7 separate regions of the Mus musculus genome follow, and all the other regions are linked to region 1. Evidence: chromatin contacts called from public ChIA-PET, HiCAR-type, HiChIP or PLAC-seq, Micro-C and promoter capture Hi-C data. All regions are on one chromosome and are shown on one strand. The core of a region is the stretch at or near the end of the contact, and the rest is flanking DNA. Distances in the headings are between cores, read along the strand shown. Region 1 holds the start of Yeats2 (YEATS domain containing 2). Region 2 holds the start of Camk2n2 (calcium/calmodulin-dependent protein kinase II inhibitor 2). Region 3 holds the start of A930003A15Rik (RIKEN cDNA A930003A15 gene). Region 4 holds the start of Psmd2 (proteasome (prosome, macropain) 26S subunit, non-ATPase, 2). Region 5 holds the start of B3gnt5 (UDP-GlcNAc:betaGal beta-1,3-N-acetylglucosaminyltransferase 5). Region 6 holds the start of Lamp3 (lysosomal-associated membrane protein 3). Region 7 has its middle 27 kb from the start of Lamp3.

Evidence for each region. Promoter capture Hi-C pulls out the DNA fragments that hold promoters and counts their contacts. A called contact is a pair of places that touch in the nucleus more often than the background predicts. ChIA-PET counts read pairs in DNA pulled down with a chosen protein or histone mark. HiCAR-type assays count read pairs that join an accessible place to other places. HiChIP or PLAC-seq counts read pairs in DNA pulled down with a chosen protein or histone mark.
Region 2: a FOXA1 HiChIP or PLAC-seq map of pancreatic cancer cells shows a contact between it and region 1. The contact joins the promoter of Camk2n2 here to the promoter of Yeats2 in region 1. A contact is called at or near these places in 1 of 484 Hi-C or Micro-C datasets (embryonic stem cells) and 2 of 115 datasets of contacts at active chromatin or transcription factors (microglia and pancreatic cancer cells).
Region 3: a contact with region 1 is called in a promoter capture Hi-C map of neural stem cells. The contact joins the promoter of A930003A15Rik here to the promoter of Yeats2 in region 1. A contact is called at or near these places in 6 of 39 promoter capture datasets (the C10 cell line, embryonic stem cells, epiblast stem cells and 3 more), 1 of 484 Hi-C or Micro-C datasets (rod photoreceptor) and 3 of 9 other capture datasets (adipose tissue, liver and macrophages).
Region 4: an RNA polymerase II ChIA-PET map of effector CD8 T cells shows a contact between it and region 1, with 6 read pairs. The contact joins the promoter of Psmd2 here to the promoter of Yeats2 in region 1. A contact is called at or near these places in 2 of 39 promoter capture datasets (cranial neural crest and frontonasal cranial neural crest), 1 of 115 datasets of contacts at active chromatin or transcription factors (effector CD8 T cells) and 1 of 9 other capture datasets (adipose tissue).
Region 5: a contact with region 1 is called in a Micro-C map of embryonic stem cells, with 8 times the contacts expected there. The contact joins the promoter of B3gnt5 here to the promoter of Yeats2 in region 1. A contact is called at or near these places in 15 of 39 promoter capture datasets (the 3T3-L1 cell line, the C10 cell line, HPC-7-derived erythroid cells and 10 more), 3 of 484 Hi-C or Micro-C datasets (all in embryonic stem cells), 9 of 115 datasets of contacts at active chromatin or transcription factors (the 230-238 cell line, astrocytes, cardiomyocytes and 5 more) and 4 of 9 other capture datasets (adipose tissue, liver, macrophages and 1 more).
Region 6: a promoter capture Hi-C map of the SN4741 cell line shows a contact between it and region 1, with 2.6 times the contacts expected there. The contact joins the promoter of Lamp3 here to the promoter of Yeats2 in region 1. A contact is called at or near these places in 8 of 39 promoter capture datasets (the C10 cell line, the HPC-7 cell line, the SN4741 cell line and 5 more) and 1 of 9 other capture datasets (adipose tissue).
Region 7: a HiCAR-type map of astrocytes shows a contact between it and region 1, with 2.7 times the contacts expected there. The contact joins the enhancer-like site here to the promoter of Yeats2 in region 1. A contact is called at or near these places in 9 of 39 promoter capture datasets (the 3T3-L1 cell line, the C10 cell line, the HPC-7 cell line and 4 more), 2 of 15 datasets of contacts at CTCF or cohesin (large pre-B cells and pro-B cells), 1 of 484 Hi-C or Micro-C datasets (bone marrow-derived macrophages), 3 of 115 datasets of contacts at active chromatin or transcription factors (astrocytes, fibro-adipogenic progenitors and large pre-B cells) and 2 of 9 other capture datasets (adipose tissue and macrophages).

What each region holds. Positions count from the first base shown.
Region 1 is chr16:20,138,973-20,142,338 of GRCm38.p6, forward strand. It overlaps Yeats2 (YEATS domain containing 2), which reads left to right and starts at 2,091. Exons shown (of 31, transcript NM_001145930.1): 1 at 2,091-2,263.
Region 2 is chr16:20,620,001-20,623,485 of GRCm38.p6, forward strand. Camk2n2 (calcium/calmodulin-dependent protein kinase II inhibitor 2) reads right to left here and starts at 1,278. Exons shown (of 2, transcript NM_028420.2): 1 at 1,026-1,278; 2 at 1-243. The coding sequence starts at 1,194. The coding sequence ends at 173. All of the region lies in intron 2 of Eef1akmt4-ece2 (Eef1akmt4-Ece2 readthrough), which reads left to right.
Region 3 is chr16:19,882,292-19,885,593 of GRCm38.p6, forward strand. A930003A15Rik (RIKEN cDNA A930003A15 gene) reads right to left here and starts at 1,983. Exons shown (of 3, transcript NR_027896.1): 1 at 1,633-1,983; 2 at 1,402-1,526.
Region 4 is chr16:20,649,992-20,653,134 of GRCm38.p6, forward strand. It overlaps Psmd2 (proteasome (prosome, macropain) 26S subunit, non-ATPase, 2), which reads left to right and starts at 1,661. Exons shown (of 21, transcript NM_134101.2): 1 at 1,661-1,860; 2 at 2,253-2,309; 3 at 2,602-2,766. The coding sequence starts at 1,726.
Region 5 is chr16:19,758,570-19,761,979 of GRCm38.p6, forward strand. It overlaps B3gnt5 (UDP-GlcNAc:betaGal beta-1,3-N-acetylglucosaminyltransferase 5), which reads left to right and starts at 1,665. Exons shown (of 4, transcript NM_054052.3): 1 at 1,665-1,908; 2 at 2,072-2,258.
Region 6 is chr16:19,704,922-19,708,089 of GRCm38.p6, forward strand. It overlaps Lamp3 (lysosomal-associated membrane protein 3), which reads right to left and starts at 1,444. Exons shown (of 6, transcript NM_177356.3): 1 at 1,295-1,444. The coding sequence starts at 1,343.
Region 7 is chr16:19,731,481-19,734,694 of GRCm38.p6, forward strand. No RefSeq gene overlaps it. Among named protein-coding and RNA genes, the nearest start is that of Lamp3, 27 kb to the left of the region's middle. Within about 2 kb of position 1,616, at least 22 of the 459 cell types and tissues checked have an H3K27ac peak or open chromatin away from gene starts, as enhancers often do. A contact at or near this core is called in pro-B cells, where this site is marked.

The DNA of each region.
Region 1 (3,366 bases), core at 841-3,340:
ACATATATCATACACCCACCCCCAAGAACTTAATTTTTATCTTCCAGACTTCTCTGAATTTTCACTTCAGGCTCAAAAAAGACTTTCTTGGTCTAAATTTAGATTAGGTTCAGTTTCCTTGTCAAACGGCAATTCTGTAGAGGCTGCTGCATGTGTCTCTAATCCTACCACTTAGGAGGCTAACCTGAAAGATAATCATTATGAGGTTGAAAATTTTTATCAGGGCTAATTAATTCTGCTTTGTGCACTTCTGTGCCCTCTGTGCCCAACTAACATATATAGGAGTGAGTCCCAGACAGTAGAGAAGCAATAAACATTGTTGAGAAAATGGTTCATCTTATTTTACTCCTGATAGACCTTAATATCAGGAGGCCAGGGATAAGATACATGTCTCTAGTCTTTGTCACTGTTCACAGCTTTTGAGTCTATAACTATGTGACAGTTTTGAATCTATACTATGTGTCATGACTGGGCTTGTTTTAAGACAGTTCTCATTATTTAGTTCTGGTTGGCTTGGAACTTACTATATAAACCAGGCTAGCCTTGAACTCAAAGAGATCTATCTGCCTCTGCTTCCTAAATGCTGGGATCAGAGTTGTGGGCCACTATTCCTGGCCCATGACTAGCCTTGATATAGGGGATATAGGAATATAACTTTTAAAATATTTCATATTAAACAAAATGCATAAAAAGATTGACAATATGTACATAAAATATAATAAAACTCACTACTCGGGCTGGTGAGATGGCTCAGCAGGTAAGAGCACTGACTGCTCTTCCAAAGGTCCTGAGTTCAAATCCCAACAACCACATGGTGGTTCACAACCACCAGTAATGAGATCTGACGCCCTCTTCTGGTGCGTCTGAAGTCAGCTACAGTGTACTTATGTATAATAGTAAATAAATCTTAAAAAAAAAAAAAAAACCTCACTACTCAGCTTGTGTGGTAAGTATGTACAAGCTGTACAATATGAGCAAGAGCTGAAAAAGTCTGAGGCAGCTCCAAGGTCAGCCTGGATGCTGTAGTCCTGAAGAAGTAATAGGAAGTCTTGGTGTGTAGTATCATGGAAGAAAGCTGGTTTCAAGCGATTTTAAAGGGAAAACCGAGGCTTAATGGATTGTCATTCATTAGCTGCATCTACATTAAGTAAATCTACAAAAGTAAATGTTTCTACAGAGAAACAGTGTCTCAAAAAACAAAACAAACAAAAAAGTTTTCAACGTTTTCAAACCTTCACCCTTTCTTTCAGTCTACAAAGTATCTGGGACCAGAGGGGGGAGGGGGGACCACTACACCTCACTCAGGTGCTACATCTACTAAAATGGGTTCACAATGATTAATGCCTTCTTCCTGTCTTTGCTTCCTTCATTCTCTCTCTCTCTCTCTCTCTCTCTCTCTCTCTCTCTCTCTCTCTCTCTTTTTGGTTTTTCGAGACAGGGTTTCTCGAGACAGGGTTTCTCTGTATAGCCCTGGCTGTCCTGGAGCTCACTTTTTAGACCAGGCTGGCCTCGAACTCAGAAATCCGCCTGCCTCTGCCTCCCAAGTGCTGGGATTAAAGGCGTGCGCCACCACGTCTTTCTTTCTTCCTTCCTTTCTTTCTTTCTTTCTTTCTTTCTTTTTTTTTTTTTGTTTGCTTGTTTAATATATATATTTATGGTGCTGGAGGTTGGACCCACAGCATTGCTCTAAGCAAGCACTCTACCAATAACTTTTACTTTGAGACAGGGCCTTGAATTCACTATGTAACTAGACAGGTTTTGTACTTGTGATGCTCCTGCCTCAGTCTCCAGACTACAAGTATTACCCCGCGATACTAGATACTAGGTTACGGCTGCTATATACACCTCTATCACTAAACACAGTGACGCAAGATGGTACGCTCAGCAGTGCGGTCACCATAGTTACTATTGCCATGACTACAAGAGAACCAGCATTCTCTCAAACTTTCAGCAGGAAGACAACGGTTGGCCGGCTCAAGCGGTCAACCTGAAGGTGCGACGCAGAGTTCAGGAGCAGCTTTAGCCCCCCGCGGCCACGCCGCCCCGACCCCGCCCCCACCGCGCGCGCCCGCGCCGCCCCGCCCTCGAGGTGACGTGCGGGGCGGAGCCTGACGGCGGGCGGGCTGCTCTGTCGTGAGCTTCCGCGCGGGCGCGTCCCGGGCCTCGCACGGCGGTTCCACGGGAGGAGACCTTTCGCTCTTTCTCTCCGCGTGGGGGTTCCGGGTCCCGGCAGGGCGGCGCTGCAGCTGGGCGCGCAGGAAGGGTGAGTGTCGGTGCGGGCGCGCGTCTTGTGCGGGGCATTGTCTGGCGCGGGCACGTGCACCCCTCCCCCACCGCGGCCGCGCGGACAGCTCAGCGGCGCGGACGGGTGGGCGCCTGGGTCCGCGGAGAGCCAGGTCCGGCGTGGGGAGGGTTCTTCTCGCCGCGCAGCCTCAGACGGGTCGCTTTGCAGCCGAGGCGGCTGAGCTTGCGCGGTGACCCGCGGGTGGTCCCGAGACGAGGTCGCCTCGGCAAGTTTGGATTTGCCCAAAGAAATCTGCGGCGGCTTAGGAAGGTTGCGAGAAGTCTGCACGAGAGCGTAGGACGGTGCTGTGTCCTATGGAAGCTTCGGAAAGTGAGGACTTGACCAGAAACACGGCTCGGTGTGCTTATGCAGAAGACAATAAGGCTTAGAGCTCATCTCCATTATGCAAGTATTTATGTTAAACAAAAAATACTGTGTCCTATAATTCTGCAGCTCACTAACATCTTACTAGTTTTGATATTGCTAGTATTTTTGTCTAGGCACATACCTAATTGCAGAAACAACCCACTTTTAAAATTCCATAACATAAACTAGAAGGTAATACACATTTATTCAGCAGTATCGTTGCCATTAATAAGTAGCAAGTACTCATCCGAGAATATTTTTAAAATTTAGACAAGGACAAAGAAGAAATTCTAGTGTCCAGAAGTAATTACTATGGGTGTGTATATTTGTGTAGTCTGCCTTAAAGGTAGGACCAAAACAACCGATGAGGGGTTGGTGCCTTAACTGTGGTTCGTTTTAGACGGGGGTCTCTTTCATATACATACATAGACCTGTCTCAGAACCTCAGTCCTCTCTGTAGACCAGGCTGGCCTCGAACTCAGATCTACCAGCCTCTGCTTTCCCAGTGCTGGGATTAAGGGTGTGGTTCCACCACCACCACATCTGGCAGACTTACTTTTTATAGGAAGCTCGTAGAAAGGTTTTGAGAAGGTAGTGGCACAATCCCACCACTACACCGGAGAAGTCAAAAGTGTGTGTGTGTGTGTGTGGGGGGGGTGCTGAGGAGTCAGGATGCAGCCTTCTGCGGTAGCCTGGATTGACTCCTTGCAAATGGA
Region 2 (3,485 bases), core at 28-2,527, 480 kb after region 1:
GGAGCGCCTGGCAGCGGCGGTAGCAACACTGACCCCGTGGCGGCGTGGCCCTGCAGCCCCCGCCCGTAGGCACCTCGGCCCCGGGCGGGGGTGCGCCGGCAGCCGCATCGCCGGCCCGTGCTCCTGGCCGCTGCGGGGCTGGGCCCGGAGCCCGCCGCCAGAGCCGGCGCGTCTACACTCCGGACGGAGGCTTCTCCCCCATCCCCTTCAGCACGTCGTCTATCCGGTCATCCTCGATCACCACTGCGCAGGGAGAAAGCGCATCAGCCGCGCGGTCTCGGGGGGCGGCGGCGACAGTGGGGCCGGTGTCCTCAAGCCCCGCGCAGATCTACTCTACTGCCTGTGTTTCCGCGACACGGCTCAAAACCCTATGCCCTCCCTACCCGAACTCTCCCGCGGACCCTACCTGCTACCAAGCCTGGCACCCAAACCTCCCTATGTGGGAACACCCCTCTTCCGAAGACTCCCAATGCGAACCCTCCCGTCACCTGAGCCTTCCTCCATCTAAGCCGACCAGAAACCTCTGCCTTCGACACAACCCCCTCCTCGAACTGAGCTCAGATGAAACTGTCACCTGGTGTAACCCTTTCCTCTACCTGAATCCCTGTTTTGATAGTGCCTTCCTGAGTCCCCTCCCAATACAAACAATCAAGACGACCGAACCCCTGGCCTCGGTGCCCTCCAGTAACATCCACCTACTCATCTCAGCCCAAGGAATTGGCCCACCACCTTGTGTTCCCAGTGCCAAGCAGCCCCAAATACCCTAAGCGGCCCCTCCCCCTTGACCAGGAGCCGGGGCTCTTTTTCCAGAAGTGGAGAGCTTCGAATCCGGGACACAGTATTCCCGGGAGAGGGAAAGAATGGGACAACTCCACAGCAGGGACCCTCCCCACCCCGGGCGGGTACGCAGCTGGCTGCGCTGGTCTGCGGCAAGAGCAGCTGCCACTTGACGGGGAACGGCAGCCTGGGGACGCCAGGCGAAGGGTTTCTGGGTCAGGCGGCGACTCCGGGCCCGGGCCGCGTACCTCTCTTGGCTCGGCCGATCTGGCCCAGCTTGGGGGGCCGCTTGGCCTGGTTGCCAGCGAAGAAGGAGTTGGTGTCCTGCAGGCGGCAGCTGAAAGAGAGGTCGGAACCTTCGGGGTCTGCGCCGAAGCGGCCCATCTTGTCCTCACCGTAGGGTAGGATCTCGGACATGGCGGGCACCGGGCGGGCTAGGGACTGCGGCGGGGCACGGGCAGAGGCTAGCTGCCGGACCGGCCCTAGCTCAGCAGGGGAGCCGGCGGAAGGATGAAGTCATACAGCATCCGGGACTGCGGAGCCGAGCGGGGCCTCCTCCCCCGCGCCTCCGCCTCCCGGGCCGCTGGGCAGGCGGCGGCGGCAGCGGCGGGGACCGGGCGGGGGCGGGGCGGGGGCGGCGGCGGCGGCGAGAGCGGAATGACGATGAGCGCCCGACTGCGGCAGAGAACGGCGGGCGGGGCGCGGTGGAGGCGGGGCGGGAACCGGCCAGCGGAAAGAGGCGGGGCCCAGCGGTTCGAGGGAGTCCGGTGATCCCTGGAGTGGAACGCGCGGCCGTGGGAGGTTCCCGCGAGGTGGCCGGGAATGGCCGCCACGTGGGCCCGGGGGAACCGCAGCGGCCGGTGCAGGCGACAGCTAGGCGGGAGCGGCTAGCCGAGTGCTTAGGGGAGAAGGGGAGTGACGGCACCCGCGGTTAGGGGAGAGCAACAGAGAACTGAGCGCCAAAAGCTGGGGGCGCGGCGGGGCCCCAGAAGGCGACGGCCAGGCTGGCTGTGAACACAGCCCTGGGCTCTGAAACGCGACCGGGAAAGGGCCAACTACGCGTAGAGAGAGGGGAAGGAACCATCCGACTGGAGCGCGGGAAGAGCTCGGGCCTGGGGGTGGTGCCACCGTGCTTGGCGCGTTCCTGTATCCTGGTTGCGCGTAGGTCTCCATCAGTTGGCCAATTTGTATTCGACTGTCTGAGCATCTGTCAGTCTACCTCTGTGTATCTGATCTTGGTCTCTGTGTGCTAGTTTTGAATTTCTGTATCTGTCTGCATACCTGGTCCCTGTATGAGTACCACTGGGTCTGTCCCCCGAGACTGCGTTGCGGCCTTTCAGGGGAAGGATCTTAAACACTGCAACCGCAGCGCGCGCCAGAATAGACTCCCCACAAACCCTAGGACCGCTGTTGGCGCCAAAATCCAGACTCAAAGCGCCAGTCGCTCCACGCGGTTCCCTCAGCCTGGGAGGCTTGCTCTAGCTGGCAGTGTGGGAGAAATGAATGGCAGCGTCGCGGCGGGCGCCCTGGATGCGGATGACGCAGGGAAGCCCGGAGTGCCTGAGCAAGAGGCGCGCGCTAATAAGCATCAGCAGGGACAGGGTGTCCCCCGCCCTTGTTGCTGGGGCCTGGGGTAGAGTTCTCTCCCTCCCCTGAAAAGAACACGCACACTTCCTTTCACCTCTTGCGCCCCCCGCCCCCCCACAAACCCCGCCCCTGCCCTGCTAGCAGTCAGCTGCAGCGTCACCCGCTCTCTGGCGCGAGAGGGCTCTGGCGCAATCACTGGCCTTGGGAGGGAGGGTGTGTCTCACATTCACTCACAGTGACGGGCTGGTAAAGACAATAATGACGCTATTGCTTTTGCCCATGCTCCAAGCAAGACACCTTCCCTTTAGTCCCGCCAAATCACGCTAGTGAGATTGCTGGGTTGCTGATTTTTCTCCCTTCGGGTGTTTAATGCAAAGGTCTCTGCTGTCAGGACTCTGAACAGGGCCTGTGGGATAGGGAAGAGGAGTGATTGAGATTACCTCTGGGGTGTAGCCTAACAGGGGTTCCTTCTAACACTCCTGTACGCCATCTTTTTGGCTGGGAGGAATGGTCCCCAACTGAGCCCTGGGGTGAGAAAGACTGACCCTGACATCTGAAAGGAAGGACAGAATAACTCTGGGTGATCAGATTGTCCAAAACACCTCCTTCCCCTGGAAGTTGCACAGCTATGACTTTCAATCCAGAATCTGCCATTTTCTGAATGACCTTGAATTGAAGGCCCAATAATCGTGTTTTTAAAAATCATTTGTGTTGGTCCTGGTGGAGTTGGCCATTCATCTCTGTGATCAGTCAGGCTGATCTCTGTGAGTCTGAGGCCAGCTGCATCTACACAGTAAGTTCAGGGCTACATAATGAGACCTTGTCCAAAAACAAACAAAAATCATTGCTACTTATATAACTTTAGAAAAATAAAGCCACCAAAATCTTAGCAGTATACTCTTCATCTTCCCAATAAGTGTGTCATGTGATCTCTCTGAGCTGCGATTCTAGTTTAAACAGAGAAAATAGAAGCTATTCATTAAGGCCAGTTTTGTGGGTGAAACAGCCCTGAGCTAAGCTGCATTGTTTCAGAACTGAGCAGCCACTCACCTAAATCGATGAAGAAAGAACCCTGGGATTCTTGCCAAGAATGATAGCATGTGGGAACTGAAGCAAATCTC
Region 3 (3,302 bases), core at 733-3,232, 260 kb before region 1:
AAGCTCATGTCTCTAGCTGCGTATGTATCAGAAGATGGCCCAGCCGGCCATCAGTGGAAAGAGAGGCCCATTGGTCGGGCAAACTTCATATGCCTCAGTACAGGGGAACGCCAGGGCCAAGAAGTGGGAGTGGGTGAGTAGGGGAGTGGGGGGGGGGGGGAGTATGGAGGACTTTCGGGATAGCACTGGAAATGTAAATGAGGAAAATACCCAATTAAAAATTTTAAAAAAAAATATTACTCACATGCTGTGAAAAAAAAAAGAAAGAAAGAAAGCAATACTGAATTTACCAGAGAAGTACACTTCTTTTAATAATTCACTCGATTCAAGGAAACAGATTAAGTATTAAAGAAGAAACTAGAAGCCGGGTGATGGTGGCGCACACCTTTAATCCCAGCACTCGGGAGGCAGAGGCAGGCGGATTTCTGAGTTCGAGGCCAGCCTGGTCTACAGAGTGAGTTCCAGGACAGCCAGGGCTATACAAAGAAACCCTGTCTCGAAAAACCAAAAATAAAAGAAGAAGAAGAAGAAGAAGAAGAAGAAGAAGAAGAAGAAGAAGAAGAAGAAGAAGAAGAAGAAGAAGAAGAAGAAGAAGAAGACTAGAGCAACAGAGGCACTGGGTTTAATCCATGACCAAAGAAGAATAAATGTAACATAAACATTTTCAGAGAAAAAAAAAAAGCCTCCTAGCAGGGAAGCCCTCCAAGGGGCTCACAGGAAAGCTCTCCTGTCCACAGGAGCAGCAGGCAGGCCTTCCACAGAGCAGAACCCCTGAAAGCAAGCAAGTACTACAGTTAACAGCATCTGCCTTGCTAGCTTCCAAGTCCTTGAGAGAGACAGAGAGGACTCCTCAGAGCCCACGCAGGAGAAGTGCTACCCTTCCCACTCACCGCATCAATGTGTTACTAGATCACATGTCTAACAAGAATCCTCCAGACTCAACACTTTCCTTCAGCCCGTCAACTTAATCATGTGTATTCTTACTTTCATTATATAAGAGCAATACATTTCTTTTTAAATAGAAAGTGTACCTGAACAAAAAAATTAAAAATGCTATCCTTTTACCATGATGAACTAGTTATCACATTGGTCGGTGATATTCAATATGCATATAGATCTACACACACATCTGTGCTTTGAAAATAAGCCTTCTCGGCTGCAACATGCTATCTCATCACCTGGTTCTTTCAGCTGATCATCTATTTTTATTGTGAATCTATCTCAATAAATGACTACTTCCAGGATTATAATAGCTAATTGGTGCTTCTTTAAAACTCTTTTTAACAAGAAAACATAGTTGTAAAAAAAAAAATCTTTAAATTTAATTCTGAAATTTCTTAGTTAAGCCATGATTGTAGTAGCAATGAGGATAAATGGGGAAAAATGCAAACACAGCATTACCTTTATTTGCTCTGTATTCCAGGCTGGTGCAGCTCCCCAAGAAACGATGATAGGCCCTCATCTCTGCCTCTGCTATCCGCACCACCATGTATGGTGAGTATCTGGGGTCTGGGTCCTCGCATTGCCTGCACAGAACAGAGATGGAGTTCCAGGACGCAAGGTCACCATCTTCTCTGGCCTCCATCCTGCTCTAGGTACTGGCTGCATTGGTATAGTTAAACCTCCTCCTACCTAATCTCCCTGAAGATCACTCAAGGTTTCTTCTTTGTGAGAGCTGATCCTGGGGATTAGTGAGTGCTGACAGATTAGGCTTCCACAGACTTCCAGAACTCATTTTGAAACAGAAGGGGTGCTGAGGGGTGAAGACAGCATCGCATTATGAGATAAGCCATCGGTTAAATTATTAAAACGATTAAAATTATTAAATTCAATTTTAAAACATGGATAAAATTATGAAAAGATATTCTTTGGAAGACTATTCTGTCAGGTCAGTTTAACTCGGCTTTTCTTCCAAGCTCTCCAGGCTGCCAAAGCAGAAGCCAACTTAGCACTGCTGCCTGCTGCTAAGGGAATTTACCATCTAAGGAGGCCCCAGGCTGACACAGCAAACGGTAAACGGCTCAAAAGCCCCAGCTGCTCCAGAGAAACAGCTGCAAGTATGACATCAGTTTCCTAGTGAAGAATGCTCTGTCTTGCTGTGGTACGCAAGAGCTGCACTAGAACAAGAAAAATGGCTTCATGTTGCAGAGCTACCCTGGGCAAAGACACAGGAAATAGGCTGCCTTTTCCTGATACATTTTATTTTGTTTTTAATGTGATTAATGTTGTGTTCTAGAACGTAAAGATTACAGCATGAAACAGAAAACAAAATAGTTAAGTGAAACATACATAAATGTCTAAAGGCTCTGCCTATGTGACACCTCTGGGTGGTCTCTAGGTTCTGTGATCTCTGAAAAAAATTGTTTCTATTGCAGCTTAACCACATTTATAGACTCAGATATGTGTAGCCGTTAGTCATTTTTCTTCACTAAACAATGGTGTTTTATAATTTAACTGGACAGCTTGCCAAGCGTTTCCTAGGATAGCTTTGTAAATGTTTGCCTTTTCAAGATAAGACGAAGAGTATTCAGCTCCGACAGGCAGGGGAAACCTCAGAAAACTTTAAACTATCCTGTCTCCGTCTCGCACAGACACTGTTAAGCCATAGCAGTGCAAGGAAGCAGCTAGACTGCATTGGGTTCATATTAAAATAATTAATGTTTTGTGGTGGTTTTATTTATTTACAAGCTTTTTAATAATAATGTTTATAAAATAAGAAAATAAAAAATACTGTTGAACATACATTTTTCTTTCCTTCATGAGTGCGAGGCCTGTTTATCTACACGTGCAATTTTAGAGATGTGTTTCTTTCAAAGATGGGTATTTGAGTTCTTCTCGCCCTATTGCCTGCTATTCAGGTTTAGGTTAATTTGCCTAAAAGTTTGTTAATTTTCTCAAAGAACTAACTTGTCACTTCATTGAGTCTTTGTAATTTTTTTTTAGTTGTTGTTTCTAATTAATTGATTTCATCCCTGAGTTTGATTATTTTCTTCTGCTTATTCTTTTTGAGTGTTATTGTAAGACTCTGGGGAGCCTTAGCTTACAGGGGACCCTCTGAGTGAACCACTCAGAGCCAGGAATCAATGAAAAAAACAAGAGGAATTTATTGTTCCAGCACACTGGGCTTGTCCCAGATCCAAAGGAGAGGTGGTGACCCCCGGCAGCCCATTCAGAAAGTTTTTTATACAGTTTCCAGGGGCGGAATAGAGCATCAGCAACTAGGCACAATATGATTGGCAGAACAATACACCCTTTAAACTGATTGGTCTTTAGGAAATGAGGTAGTAGGGGCTTACTCAGCC
Region 4 (3,143 bases), core at 411-2,910, 510 kb after region 1:
TCCACTCAATTCCTTAGCAACAAAGCCTTACCTTCAAGTTCTGGTAGGCAACCAAGGACAACAGCAATAGCTTATATTGTTTTAGGAGTCTCTCGGACCCTCCTGACCAACAACTCTGAGGAAGGTTTTCTATGCCTGGCCCTGAGATTGTGTTAGTCGTTGGCTCTTGAGGGGAGCATTATCACCCCAAGTGGTGTAAAAAGTTAGACACTATTAAAACTTTCAACAGGGTCTCATTGTGTAGTTCCTGGCTTGCTTAGAACTCACTCTGTAGACCAGGCTAGCCTTGAACACACAGAGATCCACCTGCCTTTGCCTCCTTATTTAATCCCAAATATTGGGATTGAAAGTATGGGCCACGATGCCTGGCTCATTTCTTTCTTTCTGTCTGTCTTTCTTTCTTTTCTTTTTTTTTTTTTTTTGTTTTTTTTTGAGACAGGGTTTTTCTGTGTCCTGGAACTCACTCTGTAGACCAGGCTGGACTCAGAAATCTGCCTGCCTCTGCCTCCCAAGTGCTGGGATTATAGGTGTGCGCCACCACTGCCCAGCTCATTTCATTCTTTAAGTGTTCTTACAAGAGAAACTTTTTGTACTTCACATAGGCAGAAAACAGACTTAATTTAGGTAGCTTACCAAAACCACACTGCTGGTGCATGGCAGGATTTGTTTCTAATATCATGTTTTGAAAGTTTGAGTTTCCCACATTTTTCCAAGTTTTTATTTCAAAACAATGTATTCCTACAAAATAACTTGAAATATATCCCAACAGCTTTTCATATCCTCTTCATCTGGACTCATCAGCTTCTTGATAAACCTTTTAGGGCACAATTTCCAATTCATCTCCAACATACTAATTGGTATGTGACTGTTGATTATATATATATATATATATACATATACACACATATATACATATACACACATATGTATACATGAAATATACATACTAAATATTTATATACCATACATATGGTATGTGCCTGATATATGTATGCATGTATGTACGTATGTATGTATTCTTATCTGTGATAGAAGTCATAGAAACAGAAACCGGTAGACATTTCCTACAGAGGACTATACGGCTATAGAACAGGCAGAGCAGCAATGGGCTGTTCAATCTCTCTCCAAAGGCTGAAGAAGTCATTGGCAGTGGAAATGGATGGTTATGCCTAGAATCCAAGATCTACACGCATCAGCAGCTCATGTCTGTAATGAAGTTATTCTCTGCTAGAAAGTAAGTTCGAGGCTAACCTGGGATAATAAATAAGTAAATTTCATCTTCACTTTGGGGGAAATGGTTTGCGGTTACTATTCCACAGTAGTAGTGGCATAATTACACCGAAGTCACACAGACTCGGTCAAGACTTGAAGAGTTTTGAGCTCATAGAAATCTCCTACAGAGGACTAAAGCAAGCATGAACATGTATGGACGTCCTGTCTTCAGGATGACCTTCTCATCGTACCATGCATCCAGTTGTGGTGAAGCTACAGGATCGGAGAGCTAGGCATCTCTGCAGTCAGACCACCCTTGCACGCACAGAGACACCCTAACTCAACAGTAGCCGTTCGGGCTGGAAGCCGGAACAGTAATTCCCGTCCTGCTCCAGAGGGCGGGACTCGGGATCCGCAGGGCGCTTCCGGTCTGGAGGACAACGCGCGTGGCCTTCTGGGAAAAGGGGCGGTGCGAGCAGGTGCGCGCGCAGCAGGCCGGCAGTAGTGGCGGAGATGGAGGAGGGTGGACGAGACAAGACACCCGTGCAGTCCCAACAGCCCTCCGCGACAACCCCCAGCGGCGCGGACGAGAAGTCGAGTGGCAAGGAGCGAAGGGATGCCGGGGAAAAAGACAAAGAGCAGGAGCTGGTGAGGCGCAGCCTGGGGAGCCCGAGGAGGAGGCCTTGGGCTGAGTCACTGCTGGCTCGAAGGCCTCGGGCCCGACTCCGTACTGCCCACCGCACCGGGGAGACTCAGGATGGGGCGACCCTTTCTTTATACCCTGCCCGCCCCATTACGCACTGTCACTCCCTGAGGCCCTCACCATCACATCGCGGTTCTTTGGTTATTTCCTAGAATGGCTTCCAAGCAGAGTCTGCCTGGTTCCTAAGGTAGACAGCCTTTCCTATAGGGCTGCTTCCCTATCCCACGCCCTCTTCTTGTCCATAGACATTCACACTCTTCACCTGTCCCGGGGTAAGTGGGAGGAGAATGTGATTCGGGTCCCCACTTTTGATGAGCTTCTTCCCCTAACCCTCCAGTCTGAGGAGGACAAACAGCTTCAAGATGAACTGGAGATGCTCGTGGAGCGACTCGGGGTGAGTCAAGATGTTACTACAGGGGGAGTATAGTTGATGTTTCTCATTTGTTTACTCTATTTCATTTTGAGGCAACAATTAGATACCACATATTAGATATTACGATAATTTGAGGGAAGAGTTACAAAGGGTATTTAAATGGGGTCATGGGTCTCAGGTCATTTACAGGGGTTGAGGCATCATGAAATAGGAGCCAGTTATGTCTTTGACCAAAGCATTGGTTAAGTATGTATGGGTCGTGATGTGGAGAAATGTGACTCCTTTTGGTCTGAGCATTAACATCCCCTATTAGGAGAAAGATACATCTCTATATCGACCAGCTCTGGAGGAACTGAGAAGACAAATTCGTTCTTCTACAACTTCCATGACTTCAGTACCCAAGCCTCTCAAATTTCTGCGTCCACACTATGGCAAATTGAAGGAAATCTATGAGAACATGGCCCCTGGGGAGAATAAGGTAATTCAGAATATGGCTGGGACCTGTCCAGTTGAATAATTCCTTTTTTAATGCTAAGTCACTGAAAGCCTAGTGGACCCCATCTAGCTGGAAAGTTCATCACAGTGAGACTGATTCTCCAGTGGAAAGCCTGAGAATGCTTCTCAGCTCCTTAGAAGTTTCTGCTTCATTATATCTTAAGATTTTCTTAGCACGATGTGTTTCTGACTTAATTTAAAATTTTTATAGTGTGTGCATATATGTGTGTGCCTGAATGCATGTGCTTGTATGCATGTGCATATGCATAAGTGTCACGCCTATGCATGCCTAAAGACCCTCGGTCTTTATAGTTGGTTTTGGGATGTCTTTTTGATTTTGGTTTTTGGAGGTTTTTGGGA
Region 5 (3,410 bases), core at 415-2,914, 380 kb before region 1:
GCAAAGCGCATTCCTAACAGTATGATTCAAAGATATTTGCATGGTATTCTAGGGTGCTACGCTCACAAGCAACTGCTGTGGATAGAATACACTGACCTCTTTCCTCCTGTTGTTATGATCTAATTTTACTCCCAGACCATCTCACAAGCTTCATGCAATCACTGGCAATGAAATCATACATTTCTCTATGGTACTGTGGATGAGGATCTGGATGGTCTAGGGAATCCTTCTAGATGAATGGGAGGACCTCCTTTGCCTGTCCCCTGGTGTGTGTGTCTGTGTCTGTGTCTGTGTGTGCGTGTGTGTGTGTGTGTGTGTGTGTGTGTGTGTGTGTGTAACATCATACATCATGGGCCTGTCATACATACATATATCTGTCTGGGCCCAGAGAGGTCATTCTGGGCCTCTTTGCCCTTCCTCATCTCTTAGCCTCAGGTTCTTTAACCATTACCCCTCCCACCCCAACTCTACAGCTCACTAATTTTTCTACTCTGGATTTTTAGTAGTAGTAGTAGTAGTAGTAGTAGTAGTAGTAGTAGTAGTAGCAGCAGCAGCAGCAGCAGCAGTATTATATGTATCCCTAGGCTAACCTGATACTCACTATGTGATCAAGGCTGCCTTTGAACTCATGAAAATCATTCTGAGTGCTGAGATTACAGGCATATGATACCATATGGGTTTACTTTTAAAATCATTAGTCCACATGTCTATTTGTATAGAGGTTGGAAAGGGGTGTGTGTGTGTGTGTGTGTGTGTGTGTGTGTATATTTTCTCATCAGTTCATATTTCCCATGTGCCTACCTATATAAACTGACACATGTAACTAGTTCCAAATGACCGAAAAGGAACAAAGTCCCACTTGAATATATGTATGTGAATACAAAATACACATGTGTTTTAGGGAGGACCATATAAAGGATTAGTCAGGATTTAAGAAGATAATTGGGGGGTGATTAACCCTGTAGGAACAATGAATGCTCCTCTTTATAGATCACTGTCAGACTCCATTAGGAGTCCCATTACATTAGTATTTCTGCTTGTGGTCTTCTGGACAGGTGAGTTAACAGCGAACCATGCCTTGTGTGAGTAACACATGAAAAGAATTTCAGGATTGGAAATACGCTGAAGGGCTTTTAAAATGCAGTTGCAAAATCTCCTAAAACTAGAGTTTGAAATAACAAGTGTGTTTTAAACTGATTCAGCAACTACTTTGAACTTACTGACTTTTACAATTACAAACCCATATTTGGACTTGACATTTTTGGATTTTTTTTCTTGTCCTGTTTTCAGTATGTATAACTACAAAACTGCTCAAAATAGGAGCTCTATTGAATGCTTCTATAAGGAAAAGTCTAGAACAGCATTTTTTTAAGCAAGCAATTAGCTACAAAAAAAAAAAAAAAAAAAGATTTATTTACTTGCTCCTTCAGCTGATGTCTACACTATCCTGATAATGTCTGGTTACAGGCCGAACAAGAACTTTCCTTTGGGCTCAGGTGCACATTTGGTCTTCTGAATCTATAGTTTAGTTATTAGCAAACAAGTGAGGCAATCGCTTCCTGGAGTCCTCACAGATAGCACTTTAGGGCGGGGCACGTCACCTTCACAGACCGGGGTAGGGGAGGGGCGGGGCTGAGCATTCCCGAGGAAGCCTGGAGTGGAGTGACCAAATAAGCAGCTGGAGGCTCCTGCGGCTGCGCCCCAGCCTGAGTGAGCCAAGACCCTTAATCAGGCCCGCCCCTCTCAGCCGGCTCTAGCCGGCTCCAGCGGGGTCTCTCTTGGAGCCCTGCCCTAGCTTCCTCGCTTACAACCGAAATTTAGTTTGCAACTTTTGTTCTTGAGACTTTTCCCCCAGGGCTTCTAGGAGGACAGCGGACCTCTGGGACATTTAAGGACTTGGGTTCCTCGGTGAGTTTTACAATGCTTGAAATTCCCTGGGTTGGAATGTAAATCAATGGGGAGGCTGAACACAGGGGAAGGGTCTGCTTTTAAAACGAACTGTTGCTGTGCAGTCATAAGGCGTGCAGTCTTCGCTTCAAATAAATGTGCGTTTCCTTTCTTTGTTACTTAGGCTCCCAGGAGCTCAAGTCCTAAGTGTCCTGACAGAAGACCGGCGGGCTCTTAGGGTTTGCTAGGAAACTACGAGACGATGGGAGAACCGCTGTCCACTCAAAACCTTCAGCTCGGAAATGACTAACTGAAACGTGGTTTGGATGAATGGGTCTCCAGTCTTAACCAACGCCGCTCCTGGATGAAAGGTCAGTCACTGCCCACCCAAAGTGCCCGCTGCATCCTACTGTGAGCCAAGGTCCCTCTGTCGGGGAGCGTGGCTTCGCAGTCTGCTTTAGACCGGGCACTCTCGAAGCCCCTGCAGAGTCTAAGTCTCTGGCTGGGCTAGCTTTGTGCCGGCTCTGAGGTTCTCCCCGAGGCTGCTAGCTGAGAGTCCCGGGACCCGCCCCACCTCTAGCTTCCCCTCCTCTAGCCCGGACCCGACCGGGAGGCGGGAAGGGGTGCAGAGGGTAGTCCACACGGGCGGCCCGGGGGCATCAGGGTGGAATGGTCAGGAAGACAGACGGCTCTTCGTTGCGAGCCGGGGCTTCCCGGTCCGGAGGTGCAGCGAAGAAGGGAGAGTTCCCTCGGCGAGCGCCTTTGTTCACTGCGGCCTGGTGGGCGCGAGCGCTGGGCGGCGACCACCCTAGGCCTAGCTGCCGCTTTTGTGCCGCAGGTACGATCCGACCCGCGGGGTCCAGAGCACCGGATTTACCCGGAATGCCAATGGGGAGAGGTGGCTGTGGTGTCGCGAAGCCAGGTCCAGCCTTGGCGCATCTTCAGTCTGGGTCCTGAGATTTATCAATGCTGGATTGAATTCGGGCTGACCGCCTAGGGTAGCTTGCACGTGAGGGAGCTGACCGGCTCTTTGGAATAGCTGCTAGCTGGAAAAGAAAAAAGAAAAGAAAACGGGAAAGCAGGCGGGTAGGAGAAATTGGGAAAAGATCTTTCTAATGAGAATCTCCTGTTTACTCCCATTTTCTTTAATATACTAGTAAAGTGATTGTTCAGATACCCGTAGATAAAAGTAACAGCTTTTGATTCACATTCTTTACAGCAGTAATGGTTTTCTTAGGTTATGGGTCATGTTACAGGGACACAGATGCCATCACAAGGTAGTCAGTGGTGGTAGAGCTAATTTTTAGGCTAACTTTCTGGTGAAAGTACATTCATTAAAATTAGATTTGCTCCTCTGTGCCTTTATTTTGGGAAACAGTCTGGTCCCCAGGGGCAGAGATGCCAGGAAGTGGTATATGAGAAAGTGAAACTGGCCCAGAAAAGTATGATTGAAGGTAGTGGTGCAGAAAATGACCCCACCCTTAACACTGAAAGGGTGATTTGTAAACAGTTGGTAAGTGTGG
Region 6 (3,168 bases), core at 194-2,693, 430 kb before region 1:
CACCTAATCTCAGAAGAAGAAAATGTTCATTTCTCATATGTAAGTACTAGCCAATAAACAATTGTGTGTGTTTAGTGTATCACTTAGGAAAGAACATGAAATTATAATAACAAAGACAAAATGCTTACTAATGTATTAAACACACACACACGTAAATATTCAAAGTCCTGCCTCTTCTTCCTTAGCAATGAAAGTTTAATAAGCTAAGCCTGTGTTTTTTGTAGTAAGGAGCCTTTAATCCTACTTTTACTTCTAGAGGGATGAGAGTCTGTGCATAGGCAGCAATTTTTACTTTTTCTTCTAGCTTAAAACATTAAGTTGTGGGAAGTTATTCCCACAGTGTTAGTTAGTGGATCCAAAGCTAAGCTAACACGACCATTGTACTACATTGCCAAATTAAGTCTTTTTTTTGTGTGTGTGTACTTCGGAGAGCATGAAATTATAATTCTGAAAGCATGGCACAAACAAAAACTACTTGGATTAAGGCAGCTATCATGACCGCACAGCTTCCTTAAGATTCATGTAACAACTGAGGCCACAGTGTCCTCCACTCCATGTAAGCAGTGGAGTGTAGACTAAGTCAGTGATCTCACAAGCTAAATTCAGTAGTTGTAGGAGGAACTGGAAATTTTTTGATACACTTGCTAGTAGAACAGAACAAGAACCTGATAGAACTCATTATCTTTCGCACAAAATACTCTAGTGAGATTAGGTACTTAAATAGCCATTTAAAGCTTGGCTCCCAAGGCTACTTCTCTGACTTGATGTGCAATAGCACTATCTTAATAACATTTTTGATGCCTCAGTTTACACCTTTGTGAAGTGGTAGAACTGATCAGATGACTTTTGATATATCTTCACATGTCACTATTTATATAAATAAACAACATATTTAAGATAAACAGAGGACGGAGTATGAAACCAGCTACAGCTCCAATTCCTAAGCTCTAGCCTAGTTCTCTTAAATCAACGTGATTTTTATAAACTCACATTGATATGGTATCTGTACTAATATAGGTGTCATAGGCAATGTCTTCTGGTATCGATTCCTATTCTAACTCACAGAAATTCCACTCAAACCATAAAGGCCCATGGAAAAAAATAGGTCTGCCCCACCTATGTAAGATAACAGATTTTAAATGTTCTCACACTAAATACCTGTAGTAGCAGAAACAGCATCTATAGCCCTATAGCCCTCCCTGCTTCACCTTTGGTCCAGGACACCTACATGCATTTAGATTTAAGAGAAATGGATAAAGAATGGCCACCACAGCAAATGGGGTGTGTCACTTACCAGTCAGGGACAGGAAGAGTACAGCTACTGCAGAGATCTGCCCAGGCATGGCAGGTAAGATTATTCTACCACTGTTGTGTGCTTGAGTCTTCTGTAGGAATGGACTCAGTTTCAGAGCAGATCCACAGAACACCAAGGAACACCAAGCTCATCCACTTATGGCAGGGAAACTGATCTCACATCATGAGAGGTAGCTAATAGAGCCAAGCTTTGTTCTGTACCTCATAGTGAGAAAGTAAACACTTACCTCTTCCTGGAGTGTTTGAAAGAGATGAAAGTGTGGGTGGGGGCTAGTTAGGGTGAAGGGAAACAGAAATTATTTTTCCAGGAATGGTGGCAAATCTGGGGCATCTCCTTCCCTTATGAGATGGGTCTCCACTTTTTTTTTAACTAGATGTTTTCTTTATTTACATTTCAAATGTTATCCCCTTTCCTAGTTTGCCCTCCGAAAATCCCCTATCCCTTCCCCCCTTTCCCTGCTCCCCAAATCACCCACTCCCATTCCCAGTCCTGGCATTCCCCTATACTGGGGCATAGAACCTTCGCAGGACCAAGGGCCTCTCCTCCCATTGATGACCAACTAGGCCATCCTCTGCTATATATACAGCTAGAGCTACAAGTTTCACTATGTGTTTTCTTTGATTGGTGATTTAGTTCCAAGGAGCTCTGGGGGGTACTGGTTAGTTCATATTGATGTTCCTTCTATGGGGCTTCAAGACCCCTTCAGTTCCCTGGGTACTTTCTCTAGCTCCTTCATTGGTGACCCTGTGCTCTGTTCAATGAATGGCTGTGAGCATCCACTTCTGCACTGGCAGAGCCCCTCAGGAGACAGCTATATCAGGCTCCTGTCAGCAGGCTCTTATTGGCATCTGCTATAGTGTCTGAGTTTGGTGGTTATTTATGGGGTGAATCCCCAAGTGGAGCAGTTTCAGGATGGTCGTTCCTTCAGTCTCTGCTCCAAACTTTGTCTCTGTAACTCCTTCCATGGGTGTTTTTTCCCCCTTCTAAGAAGGATTCTGAGCTTCTGGGCTAATATCCACTTATCAGTGAGTACATATCATGTGTTTTCTTTTGTGATTGGGTTACCTCACTCAAGATGATATCCACCAGATACATCCATTTGTCTAAGAATTTCATAAATTCATTGTTTTTAATAGCTGAGTAGTACCATATTGTATAAACGTACCACATTTTCTGTATCCATTCCTCTATTGAGGGACATCTGGGTTCTTTTCAGCTTCTGGCTATTATAAATAAAGCTGCTATGTCTCCTCTTTATGTAATAGCTTGAAACCATTTCTATAAACTTTTGCCAGCCAGTTTCTCAATCACAAAGTTGTGGAGTAGTTCTAGAGTACTTTCTGTGTGCAAGGCATGCCACTGTGATGTTCATTGTTTCCTCATTTTGGAGGGTGTGTGTGTGTGTGTGTGTGTGTGTGTGTGTGTGTACTACAGAATAATGATGAAAAGCCAAGAGGCCACAGCAGAGTTAAAGAAGTTCTGGGATTAAATATATTTTTCCATTTTAATCAGTTCTATATATGTGTTACTTTATAAATATACAGACATTTTGATATATCTTATATTAACTTCTAGTTTAACTTTATGGTTAAAACAGTTCTAGAACTTAAATCTTACAAATTTTTGAGACTTCTTTTCTGACCAAGACTGTGACTATATTCATTTTATAGATTCTTACAATGAAGTACCATGGATGAGGCAACTCAGATGCCAGAAATTTACTTTCCTAAAATTCAGATAGTCTAAAGTCTGAGATCAGTCTATCACTAGGCTTATTTCTTCTAAGTCTAGTAGACTGGAGGCTATGGTCATCCACTGTGCATGCCTGTGTTCTGCTCTCCAATTCTTATGCC
Region 7 (3,214 bases), core at 366-2,865, 410 kb before region 1:
GAAGATGGCATGAAATTGATAGGATAAACTTCCTCTTCATACAGAAACACAAAGCACCAAGAATTGTTTAAAAAAACAAAAAACTGGGGCTGGTGAGATGGCTCAGTGGTTAAGAGCGCCGACTGCTCTTCCAAAGGTCCTGAGTTCAAATCCCAGCAACCACATGGTGGCTCACAACCATCCATAACGAAATCTGATGCCCTCTTCTGGAGTGTCTGAAGACAGCTACAGTATACCTATATATAATAAAATAAATAAATAAATATTAAATGGATGGATCACAGGGCTCCCAATGGAGGAGCTAGAGAAAGTACCCAAGGAGCTAAAGGGATCTGCAACCCTATAGGCGGAACAACATTATGAACTAACCAGTACCCCGGAGCTCTTGACTCTAGCTGCATATGTATCAAAAGATGGCCTAGTCGGACATCACTGGAAAGAGAGGCCCATTGGACACGCAAACTTTACATGCCCCAGTACAGGGGAACGCCAGGGCCAAAAAGGGGGAGTGGGTGGGTAGGGGATTGGGGGTGGGTGGGTATGGGGGACTTTTGGTATAGCATTGGAAATGTAAATGAGCTAAATACCTAATAAAAAATGGAAAAAAAATAAAAAAAATAAAAAGAAAAAAATAAATAAATATTAAAAAAACTCATAACAAAAGAATCACTGAAGGTATCTCTAACCTAAAATTGTATTACAGAGCTATAGTAATAATAACATGGTATTGGCATAAAAACAAATACAATGATCAATGGAACTGAATTGAGGACCCAGATATAAATCCACACATCTATGGACATCTGATTTTTAAAGTGTCAAAAACATATGCTCAAAAGGAAAATATAGCCTCTTCAGTAAATGAAGCTAGTTCAACTGGATGGCTGCATGTGGAAGAATGCAAGCAGATGATATCCATAGTTATGACCATGCACAACTCTAAAGACATCAAAGACTTCAGCATCAGGTCACATACACTGAACCTGACAAAAGAGAATAGTGCTAGCACAGGCACTAAGATCAACAATTAATAAATATGACCTCATGAAACTGAGAATCATTCTGAATAGAAAAACAAAACAAAAACAAAAACACACTATCATTTGCTTTCTTGGATCTACAAAGTCAGACTGAGGCAAAGCCAAATCCCTCCATCTCATTGAAAAAGAGCTTTAGAATTGAAACTTTAAAATTTTAAGGTAGAAATGAACTGTGTTTATCATAGTCTTAATAATATTCTCTTAATTTTTGGACCTTGTGTGCTGAACTGCTGTTAACTCCTCCCATTTATAGTCAATCTACACTCTTCTATGCCAATGTAACTCTGTTGGTTTAAGGTCCCTTAATCATTCTCCAAAGCTTGAAAGTCTATATGATGAAAAACAAAAAATTTTCTAGTTGTATCTAGATAACATATATGTCAATAACTTCTGAGAGTTGATAAGAGAAATGTGCCCATATAGATTCTCCAGATGTGACCATTAATCCTGGGAATTTAGGGACATGTAATTATGTCCCAAAAGAAACAACTACAGTCACACTGAGTAAGCCTGTGGCAGTTCTGGAGAGTGGTGGGTCTGACTTGCCTTACTGTTCTGAGAAAGGTATGTCTGAATCACAGAGAGCTAAAATGAGGAAGCTATGTCTGATCAACAAAAACAGAAAATGGGGAAGTTATATGTAGTCAGTAGAGAGTTGAAAATGGTTCTTAGACAAATGATATCAGTAATTAATAGGTACATGCTTGGTACAATGAACCAATTAGAAAAGTATTGTTTAATTCCGTCTCTCACCTTGCATAACTATATAACCACATTTGCTACCAGCTGGGTATGTGCTCATGTCTACAGGATATGCCTGGCTAGACATTTAGCTTTTGACTTGCTAAAACTATGCTTTGTAGTGTAAAAATGAGGTTAGGAGTTGATAAACCCAGCAGGAGGTAGGAAGAAGAAAGGGAAACTATTGATCACTTTTTGTAATGATGGAGCTTTCTTAATTCTGATGTTATGATTTCGTTTAATAAAATAACCAATAATGTCACTGCTCATACGAGCAGGATTGTGTATTGAAGGTGTCAATACACTTTCTTTTCTGTGTGTGCTTGGTGTTTTAACTATGACATGCCATGAGGATTTTCTTTTCTGATTCTGTCTATTTGGTGTTTTGTGTGTGTTTGGTGTATGGGTATCATTCCTTAGTTTGGGACAGTTTTCTTCTGTGATCTTGTTGAAGATTTATCCTATGTCATTGACTTGGGATTCTTCTCCTGCATCTATACCTATAACTCAAAAGTTTTTTTTTTTATTAAAGATGTCCCACATTACCTGTGTGTTTCTTTCCTATATTCAAGAGAGAAAAAAGAAAGAAAGAAAGAAAGAAAGAAAGAAAGAAAGAAAGAAAGAAAGAAAGAAAGGAAGAAAGAAAGAAAGAAAGAAAGAAAGAGTCGCCATCTTGGTTCCGGGACTCAGCAGAACTTAGGAAATTAGTCTGAACAGGTTAGAGGGTGCGCCAGAGAACCGGACAGCTTCTGGGACGGGCGGAAGCACAGAGCCGCTGAGGCAGCACCCTTGGCGGGCCGCAGACAGCCGGCCACCATCCGGACCAGAGGACAGGTGTCTGCCTGGCTTGGGAGGTGGCCTCAGCCTCAGCAGCAGCGGTCGCCATCTTGGTTCCGGGACTCAGCAGAACTTACGAAATTAGTCTGAACAGGTTAGAGGGTGCGCCAGAGAACCGGACAGCTTCTGGAACGGGCAGAAGCACAGAGCCGCTGAGGCAGTACCCTTTGCAGGCTGCAGACAGCCGGCCACCGTCCGGACCAGAGGACAGGTGTCCGCCTGGCTCGGGAGGCGGCCTCAGCCTCAGGAGCAGCGGTCGCCATCTTGGTTCCAGGACTCCCTGGAACTTAGGAATTTAGTCTGCACAGGTGAGAGTCTGCACCACAGAAGCTGACAGCTTCTGGGAACTGCCAAAGCAACACAGCTTCTGAGAGAGGCCCTGTTTTGGGCCTTCTTCTTCGACCAGGAGGAGGTCCAAAAACAAGATATCTGCGCTCCTTCCCTGTAAGAGAGCTTGCCAGCAGAGAGTGCTCTGAGCACTGAAACTCAGAGGAGAAAATCTGTCTCCCAGGTCTGCTGAGAGACGGTAACAGAATCACCAGAAGAACAATCTCTAAACAGAGTCAACTATAACTACTAACTCCAGAGATTACCAG